Regions from separate parts of the Sus scrofa genome. Here region 1 is linked to region 2. The links are chromatin contacts, called in public Hi-C maps. All regions are on one chromosome and are shown on one strand. The core of a region is the stretch at or near the end of the contact, and the rest is flanking DNA. Distances in the headings are between cores, read along the strand shown. Region 1 overlaps LOC110260771 (a long non-coding RNA gene). Region 2 overlaps LOC106510390 (a long non-coding RNA gene).

Region 1 (5,220 bases), core at 89-2,588, 240 kb after region 2:
CTAGGCGCAACGATTTCAAGACAAGAGGTGGCAAGAGAAATACCGAGCTGTGGCCTTCTTAGGCCCCATGGACTTCTGGTCCCTTATGCGTGGATGCAGAAGGCAGCATTCACTGGCCTCCTTCACAGCCAGTTCTGGTGCAGCTAACCAGGTAAGGGATCATAAAAGCCCAGAAGGAATAAAACCCAAGATTAACACTAAGCCAATCAGTGGTATTAGGCAGTGCCATTAAATGCTCATAAACATATCAGCATGCTGCCCTTCAGTGCGAAAGGATACAACCATACAGTGTTCACGGACTGCCCCGCTTCCAGAGGCCTCTCGTGTCCTGCGGGTCATAGGGTTGATTGCCCCTTGAACAATGACGTTTCATGTTGGCTAATGCTGACACCCCAGAACTTAATATTTCAGTTGACTACTGAAGGCCTGCTCTGGTTTTTCCATTATGCTGCTGTGAGGTTGCTGGAAGTGGTGAGCAGTATCTGGTTTCTCAGTTCCTTTCTATTCCTAGCTGGGATTTTTAGAAGTAGCTGGCTGCCTGTCCACGTTCAGAAACGCGGTAAGTCACTGGGGACCACAGCTCAGGGTGCATGTGTGAGCAAACGGGTTTAATACCAGCACTATGCCCGAGTCATCACTGCTCTATTTGTGGAATGGGGCAAAGACTGCCAGGGGATCTTCAACACCTGACTGGCCTCAACAACTGTCTAAGTGGAGGTGAAGTTGGAATAACTCTACCCATTTACTGCTCTGCCCGCAACTAAACCAGTCAAGTGTCTAAAACTTAAAAGTGTTTCAACATATTGTTAGGGGGAAATTGACAACTCCCAAAATATGCCCCTTTGTTGAGAACGCCGCCAAGGTCTCTGAAATGTCTCACTTCTGACTTCATAAAGAGATAATACGCTCTGGAGGGAAAAATCTAGGTGTTAAAGTCAAACAGATTTACGTTTGAATAGCAAAACTGCCAGTTAATTAGCTGTTTGATTAGGCGAGGGACTTCGATTCTCTAAGTCTCAAGTTGCCATCTATAACATGGGCTAACATGTCTGACTTACGTGGTTGATTTGAGAAAAAGAAAAATGGCACGTGTACAGTGCCTGGCATGCATTTGACACAAAACCCTCTAGGTTCCTTTCCTCTAGTATCGAAGATAATTGCTTGGTCTTTGTATGCGTTTTCCCCTCATCAATGTAATAGTATGTGGAAGAAATTCAAGCAATCATATGATGGGTCCACTTTGTTTTCCGTTGTTTCCTTTTCTTGCTGTGCCAGTCAGCATAGAGTCAGTCCCTCGGAGGTTCAGTCAGTTCTGGTCCATTTGCCAAGGATCCTATCGCTCCTTTTATGGTCTGAAAAGTGATAGTCATATCTGGAGAGCATCCAACTCATAATGATGCTTCAGCTCCTGTTTGTCAGAGCTACAAAAAGACTACAAAGTATTTAAAGGAACAGAATCGTTTTCCTCTACCCTCAAAATCACTGGACAAAAAACAACTGGATGTTTAGAACAGCGTAACCCAAATCGTGAGATGATAAATGATTATAACGAAATGTTAAAGTAAGATACAAGTGGCTCATATCAACTCCAAGAAAAATAGCAAACTCATGTTAGCACAATATTTTGTAAAAATTTCATGCAAATGCTTTCTAGCCAGATGTGCATTCTCCAGCTAACCATAGTACCACCCTTGCTGTTTCATGACCACTGGCCCACCTGCTTCATCGTCTATAGGGCATGCCAAACCCTCGAAGGCATTTATGTCTGTAGACCCCAATCCCAACCATTTAGATCAAATTACTAGGTTCCTGTTCAGGCAACTGGGCTTCAGTAGCAAGAGCCCTAGCAGCACATCTGACCTGGCCTTTGGGTAAAGTTTTTCCTCTTTAGCCCAGAGATGGTCGCAGTTCCCTATAGCTATTCATCTTCAAATGACTTGATCTTATCTTTTGCTTCTCCAGAATTTTCAGCAATCATGCAAAGAGTCTCTGTATTCAATTTGATCTGTATTCATGTTTAAAAAGCCTAGTGTGGTTTTTGCTTTTCTGTTTGGACTCTTGACTGCTATAAAGCCAGATTGAACACAATTACAAAGGAAACCAAGCCCAGTATGTGTACTGATCAATATTCATAAACATACAAAGGAAACCAGGGGTTACTAGGCCTTTAAGGAAAATTGACACCATGGAAGAGAAAGGCCAAGATAAACAGAAGAAATACTAACCCTAGGGAAAAGGACATAACTTGGTGAACCAACAAGGACTTACACTTTAAAAAAAAATTAATATTAGAATTTAGATGATTTTGCTGCCAAAAAAAAAAAAAGAACCATCTGCTATGAAAATAGAGCAATCAGAAAATTGGAGAGAATTTATTGAAATTAAAAGTACATTTGCCTGAATGAAAAAATTAATAAGTGGTCAAAATAACTAGACACCTGGAAAAGCTGATGATATGGAAGATAAATTCAAGGAACTCTTTAGAATATATGAGCAAAGAATCAATGAGAAAGTGACAGTGGTACATAATATGTGCTAGACTGTTCTAAGTACATCAGTTATGATAACATAGTTAATTTTCATAACAGCTCTCTGAGCCGAAAACTCTTGGTATATACACAGAGAGGGTCAATAACATGCCTAGAGTCACATAGCTAACGAGGTGGCAGAGCTGAAATGCAAATGCAGGGGATCTGATTCCAAAGACCTTGCTCTTAGCTAGTTATTCTCCATTGCCTATTTTAAAAGTAGGAGATAAGCTGAGTGATGTGGAAGCTACGTTTCATTAAGTCCAATAGCCACCTACATAGAGTTTCAAGAGTAGCAAACCGGGTGGAAAAAGAGAGGAAATAATTGGGAAACAAGAGTAGAAATGCACTAGGTGAAGAAAGATGGGAACGACTCTATTCAGTGGCAACGACAGTAAATTAAAAAAAAAAAAAAAACACATCTAGACATATTTAAGAAATATTAGAACCCTAAGCTAAAAAGAAAACCTTAAAAATCTCTGGAGGAAAATTAACTATCTGCAGGGTACCATGAATCAGGTTGATAGCGGATGTTTCACATACAGCAGTGGAATAACGGTTTGTAAATTCTAACGTCTGGATTAGAATACTGTACCCAGACAAAAATTAATCCAATGGTCATGGAAAATTAAGACATTTGGGGGCATGCAAGAATTCCAAAAGTCTAGGCTCCCTTGTTATTTAAATAGACAAATCAACCAAATATAAAATGTATCTTAGTTTGAGCTGCTATAACAGAATTCCATCAACTGGATGGCTTATAAATAACAGACATTTATTTCTAACAGTTTTGGAAGCCCAGTTCAAGACCAAGTTGCCAGCAGATTCGGTGACCAGCGAGCCCACTTCTCATGCTTACATGGCCTCTCCTCCCTGCCTCCTCACGTGGCAGAAGGCTGGGGAGGTCTCTTTTATGAGGGCACTAAGCCCATTCACGAGGACTCCACCTTCATGACCTAATCACTTCCTCAGAGCCCCAGCTCCAAAGGCCATCATCTTGGGGATTAAGTTTCAACATGCAAATCTGGGGGCATACAAACATTCAGTCAGGATGTGTGATCCAAGAAACACCAGAAGTTGCATATGTTACAGAAACAAGAGACTGGAACAAAATTAAAAGTGAACTCCTTAGGCTGGGGCTTGTGAAATGTTGTCTTTAGAAAAATATAAATGACAATAACATATTTACTCCTCTGAAACTCCAGTATTTGGTTCTACCAGGAAAATGTCTTCATAATCACAGTATAAGTAATACAAATACATGGCTTTTTAAAATTACTATTATTTGAGATTTAAAAATGATGTTCACATCATTTTTAAATACCTAATCAATGATAATCAAGAAAAGCAGTAAGTTCCAGTAGTTATTGAGATTTTAACCAAAGAAATCAAAAGAAATACAAAAGAAGTTGTAATTATCAAGCAGCGCTTGATTGAAATGAAACAACTTTTTTCCACTTTGGAGGGAAAAACATTTTGCTTTTACTTTTTTTTTTTTTTTTTTTTTCAGAATAATGGAAACCTATCCTTTTCTTGATTGTGTCTCAACTATTCTGGAAAAGACAAGCAACAACACCTTCCAGCAATCCTAAAGAAATTGCTAGGCAGTAAGCCAAGACCCAGGCATGGTTTGAGACCAACTGAACAATTTACATGCACTGTATGCTGTATCGGAAAGTTATCTACAACTTTCTCAGCAAGCTAAACATTTTGAGATGCCAAATCACTAACACCTCCTGTTTTGCATGTTCCATTTTCAGAGTTTGCTAATAGATTAAATTAGGGTGTAATAAATATGATGAGTAAAACTGTATAAAATTATAACTGTATAATACAATAATATTCTCTGCATATTTTTCTTCTGCTTTTTCAACTTCAAATAACTTGTTATTTTGTTCAGCTTCATGGTGTCTTACCTTCTACAATAAAAATATTAGACTCAATGAAAGTTTCTAGGTGGTATGAATCTCAACATGTCTTTAGAATTTTCTCAATAAAATTAACCAAATTTCATTCAAAAGAAATATTCATTTCAATTCTTATGTATCTCAGTAGGCTAAAAAAGGTAATTTTGAAACAGGATGGTAATATGCTAGCATCCTGTTATAAATTTAATTATCTTTTATAACCATCAAGATGGATGGACTGTATTAATTCAATTTAAGTCGTGTAGGTGAAAAATAACACTTTGTCTTCTGGAATTGGTAGGAAGACTGATTTAGGAGTAAGTTTAGGGAGTTCCCGTCGTGGCGCAGTGGTTAACGAATCCGACTAGGAACCATGAGGTTGCGGGTTCGATCCCTGCCCTTGCTCAGTGGGTTAACGGCAGACGCAGCTTGGATCTCGCGTTGCTGTGGCTCTGGTGTAGGCTGGCGTCAACAGCTCCGATTCGACTCCTAGCCTGGGAACCTCCATATGCCCCGGGAGCGGCCCAACAAATGGCAAAAGACAAAAAAAAAAAAAAAAAAAAGGAGTAAGTTTAACTTGCTTTGAAGTCAGATTTCTTTGAACTAGGAGTAAATTCTTTTACCTCATCAGTCTGTGCTGACTTATGTCTGAACAAGACAGCTTAGCTTTGGTGCTACAGTTGAGAAATTAATATACTTCATCTACTCCCCCAAGTCAGAATGTAAAAGGCAGTCAAAATCAGTGCTCTTAGTGATGAAAAAAATTACTGTACAACAGGAGGCGA
Region 2 (5,166 bases), core at 1,817-4,316:
TTTGTATTTTTCGAAGGACTTTCACATTTCACAAGCTCTTATTATTTGATGGCTGACAAGATCAGAATTCTCTAGGTAACATCTATAATGGAGTTGGTACACAGGCAATTTTCTTGGTGTCCTTGCTTGCTGGAAACAAAGGCATTCTCAATTTGGGCCTCAGCTTCTCTGTGCAACTTCAGATATTTTCTTCTATCAGCACCAGCCCTTCCTCAGGAAAAAGCACAGAATGATTAAGAATGTGGGCTTTGAGATGATTTGGAGTTCCTTGGATTTTACTAGGTTCAGAGACTGAAGCCGTACATTGATTTTTTTTTTTTTCTGTTTAGGGTCGCACCTGGGGCATATGGAAGTTCCCAAGCTAGGAGGTGAATCGAAGGTGCAGCTGCCGGCTTATGCTACAGCCATAGCAACTCAGGATCCGAGCTGCATCTGCAACCCATGCTGCAGCTTGCAGCAACGCCGGATCCTTAATCCACTGAATAGGGCCAGGGATTGAACCTGCATCCTCATGGATGCTAGTCGGGTTCTTAACCCACTGAACCACGATGGGAACTTCCATAATTCAGTTTTTAATTTGGATTTCACACAATCCTGTGAGGTGGGTGGTTAAGTATTATTTCCCATGCTTTTCCAGGAGGGGAAACTGAGGCTCAAAGAGGGGAAGCAATTTTTGTGAGACCATACAGCTTCTACCTAGAAAGGCTGGGATTGGATCCCCGGTTGGTCTCACTTCCCCAGCCAGCTTATAACGCTATGGAACATGGCCTCCCCTGAGCGTGCCAATCAAAAGCTGGCCAAGGCATTAAATCCCCAGAACTTTTGGTTTCTCATTTGTTGTTGTGAGAATACATTTAGATGATGTTGATACATGCATGTTTGTGTCTTCCAGTGGGCAGCTATTGACATTGGGGTGAGAGTCTTGAAGAGGTAGATTTTCTGTAGTCAAATCCTGCTTGTGACTCCTTATGGCACCAAGGATGGCAAAACCATAGGGGATTGTGCAATGAAAGAGCGCAAGTATGCATCTAATACCCAGCCTAGGGCTCAGTAAGTGTGTGCCGAACGAGTGGATTTAACACCTAGTTAGTCCTTTGCAATGCAGGATGTGGCAAGGTACCCAGTCCCTCCTTTCAAGAAGCTCTGTTCTAAACAGAAGGAGCTGGACAAGAAAACAGAAAAGAAAGTCGTGTATTATGTGAGTGAGGAGTCAGGAAGAATTCTTGGACTAGAATGCTGGGCACTGAGTCTTAGAGGCTATGGGGAGTCTGTCATGTGAAGAGTGGAACGTGTGCCAGGAAGAGCACGTTCATAGGCACTTGGACACAAGGGCCCTTTTAAGAAGTAGAGATTGTTCTGGGAGGAAGGTGTGTAAGGTGAGCGGGGAGCGAGAAATACAGCCCTAGGCCTTGAAGGGGGTGTGCTGAGGAGCTGGGATTGCATCCAGGAGGTAATGCGTGGAGCCCTTGAAAGATCTTAATTAGTGGAGTGTCATGAGTACGGTTCTCTTATAGAATATTCACACCACTGGGAAATGCACAGAAGGGTTGGCATAGGAAGAGAATGGGTGTACAAAGTTAGAAGGTTATAATGGTAGAAAAGATGTTATTACAGCAGGGATGGGGAGGAAGAAGTGGAATCTCCACTTCAACTATATTTAGAAGATAGAATTTATTGGACATAAGGTCAGGGTGGCTAAGAGAAAAATGGGACCTGTCATATTTGAGCAACTGCATACATGGTGGTTTCATTAATAATATCAGCTACTATGTTTTGAGTGCTTATTATGTACCTGGCATATTGCTAAGTGCTTCCCATCATGGCTCAGTGGTTAACGAATCCGACTAGGAACCATGATGTTGTGGGTTCGATCCCTGGCCTTGCTCAGTGGGTTAAGGATCCCGCTGTGGTGTAGGTTGCAGACACGGCTCGGATCCCGCATTGCTGTGGCTCCTGCATAGACCGGCAGCTACAGCTCTGATTAGACCCCTAGCCTGGGAACCTCCATGTGCCCTGGGAGAGGCCCTAGAAAAGGCAAAAAGACAAAAAAATATATATATATATTGGCTAAGTGCTTTGCATGCATTATTCCATTTCATTCTCATTCTAATCTGCATAGCGGTTGTTAGATCCATTCCGTGGATGCAGAAGGTGAAGCTTAGAGCAATTAAAGCTTGCTCAATATGTCATGTGGACTAAGTGGTGGAATTGGGATTTGAACCCAGGGATCTGGCCATGGGTTTCCAAGCCCATGCCATCAGTCCCTGTGGCAAGCACAGATACTTCCTGTGCTGAGGAACTATGGGAAGAGAAGGTTTGGAGAAGGAAGGGAGGAGATGCTGATCGTGTGGCGCAAGCATGTTGCCATGTCAAGCCAACCCCTCAGGTTCTAGGCTGAGTTTTTCTTGCTCGGAAGCAACATTGCTCTTCTCTGGAGGTGTTAGCTGGTGGGGATAGAAGGAGCCAGGAAGGTGGCCCTTACAAGCATCCTGCTGTCATCATGGTTCTCGCCTGCCTCCCCCAGTGTAGCTAAGGAGTAGCATCCTTCAGGTCAGTGTTCCCAGAGTGAGGGGGCCTAGTGTCTGAAACCACAGGCAAGAAAACTAAGGATCCAAGGAGATAGACCCAGCTTACATCTCATGGTTAAGGACATTGCTCCTGCAGATTTCCTTTATTTTATTTTATTTTTCTTGGCTGTGCCTGTGGCATGCAGAAGTTCCTGGGCCAGAGATCAAACCCAAGCTACAGCAGTGACAACATGGAATCCTTAACCCTTAGGCCAACAGGAAACTCCTGTTGAAATGCTGAACTCACAGCAAATAAATAGACTTCTGTAGCAACCAATAAATAAATATTGGTGGAAGTAATGCCAGTAATGTACAAATGATGAGTTGTTAGTACGTTCTCCTGGCAGTCACCACCTGAGCCAACTCCAGAATGTGTGTGAATCCTTGAGAAAGGCAGCCATGATTTCAGAGGCTCCAGGAGAACCTGGGCCCTATCCCTGCCCTTTCAAAACACAGCTCTTTATTCCAAAGAGGAGGCCACTTAAAGCCCCATTAGTCATTCTCTCTAAAGAAGAATTGGTCTCTTGGGTCTGTCTTGGGAACACATTTTGAGGGGAGGGCAGGAGAGAATGCAGTGCCTGTCACCAGAGAAGGGAAGCAAGCCTGGCTTGGGAAGGCAGGAAAATATAAACTAATTAGGGTTAACCCTTACACTATTTTTTTATGCATTTCAGCACAAGTCGCTCAATAAATTATAGGCAAATAGAATTTTTTTTCATGAATTTGGTCATTTTCTTTTCTTTCTTTCTTTCTTTTTTTTTTTTTTTTTGCCACAACTTAGGCCAGCTAGAGAAAGAGAAACAAAACTCTATCTGGAGTCATGCCTTCTCAGTGTCCCTCTAAGGTCATCGTTGCTCCTTTGGGAGGGTTATTTATAAATCGACCGATGTGATTCCAGCATCTTTGAATGTAGACTGCTGGGAAGTGGACATGTTATTCTTATGCTCTCTCACCTTTTTGGCATGGGCTTGTGTGTGTGGAGAGGTGTTGGGTAGGATGTGGAATGGAAGCGTGTCAAGAATGATACAGCATTGCCCAGGAAGATTGATCAGTGGATTGTTGAATAGCCGTGGTCTACTTGGAAGTAAAAGTAACTCCAGAGTAGGACATCTTATTATTATGCATATTGTAATTATTGTCTGGGGGCATGAATCAACAAGCATGTGTGCAGTGTCCATCTGGAGACGGACTTCCCCACTCCTTGCCCCCAGGCACCCCCAGGAGAAGTCTTGTTCTCTTCCCTTGCCAGGGTGCCAGGGTTTTCTGCTTCAAGAGCAATTGAGGGGTTCTCCCACTTCAATGCTTTACTAAGTACCTTCCTTCATCTGCACACCCACAGGCCACTCATCTCCAATATGAGGGGATAGCAGGGGTAGATCTTTTGTTGGTATTTCCAGGATCTGGGACGTAGGGAATGGGCCAATCAGACAGATTATCAGCATCAGGCCACATGTGTCTCTCCTCCCTCTCATTCGATCCTTTTTAAGTAGGGAAAGAACTTATTTAAAAATCTAGTAAATAGGATACAAGTTAGACCTCCAACAACAATATCTAGAAAAAGAGTCGTAAATCAATATTTCTGTTTGAAGGTTTCGGAGAGGTAATATAGCTCATTTTCTCAAGAGTTCTAGTTTTTAAACTAGGCAGCAGTAATGAAGGAGAAAACAATTACAACCACAACAGCAGTATTAAAGCTTAAGTAACTTTCCACTGCTCTTGTTGATGCTATTATCATCAGTCCAGCTTTCCCTTTCTTCAAAGGCCTGTACAAACGGCTGGCAATTCTCAATCATCAAATCAAAGTCCTTTGTTGGAATTGTTTCTTTGGTGTCATGCAAGATATGCTGTTAAGTAATTTGATCAGTCCAGTCATTTCCATAATTAGAACAAGAGCACATATTCCTGAACTGGGTGCTCATACCAGCGTCTGAAGTCACACAAAAGCAGACTCACAAAGCCCTTGTGTTAGGTGGACCTAAAATAGCAGCAATTAAAAAAATAAACTTATTTATTTATTTATTTATTTATTTATCTGGTTATTTATTTACAAATCTCTGGCAGTTTTTCCACACCCCAGAGCTAGACATTTACAGCTCTACTCTGTGTTTGATCTATCTGCTGGTGACTAACTAATGAATACAAGACAGAGCAGTTCACTTTATCCCCCCCTTTTTGAAACACTTTTTATTAAAGTATAGTTTATTTACAATGTTGTACCAATTTATGCTGTACAGAAAAGTGACCCAGTCTTACATATATATATATATGTATGTCGCAAGAGACATACACATGGTCAATCTCAAGAGACTGGATAGAGTTTCCCTGTGCTGTACAGTAGGACCTCATTGCTTATCTGTTCTAAATGGAATAGTTTGCACCTACCAAACCCAAACTCCCAGTCCATCCCCCCACCCCCTTGCCAACCACAAGTCTGTTCTCTACATCTGTGAGTCTGCTTCTGTTCTGTAGATAATTTCATTTGTGCCACATTTTAGATCCCACAAGTAAGTGATATAATATGGGATTTGTCTTTCTCTTTCTGACTTCACTTAGTATGAGAATCTCTAGTTGCCTCCATGTTGCTGCGAATGGCGTTCTT

The links. A called contact is a pair of places that touch in the nucleus more often than the background predicts.
Region 1: a contact with region 2 is called in a Hi-C map of skeletal muscle, with 5 times the contacts expected there. The contact joins two enhancer-like sites. A contact is called at or near these places in 2 of 47 Hi-C or Micro-C datasets (psoas muscle and skeletal muscle).

Annotation. Positions count from the first base shown.
Region 1 is chr5:77,520,738-77,525,957 of Sscrofa11.1, forward strand. All of the region lies in intron 1 of LOC110260771 (a long non-coding RNA gene), which reads right to left. Among named protein-coding and RNA genes, the nearest start is that of SLC38A4, 34 kb to the left of the region's middle. Within about 2 kb of position 1,339, at least 4 of the 83 cell types and tissues checked have an H3K27ac peak or open chromatin away from gene starts, as enhancers often do. A contact at or near this core is called in skeletal muscle, where this site is marked.
Region 2 is chr5:77,275,750-77,280,915 of Sscrofa11.1, forward strand. All of the region lies in intron 5 of LOC106510390 (a long non-coding RNA gene), which reads left to right. Among named protein-coding and RNA genes, the nearest start is that of SLC38A2, 150 kb to the left of the region's middle. Within about 2 kb of position 3,067, at least 8 of the 83 cell types and tissues checked have an H3K27ac peak or open chromatin away from gene starts, as enhancers often do. A contact at or near this core is called in skeletal muscle, where this site is marked.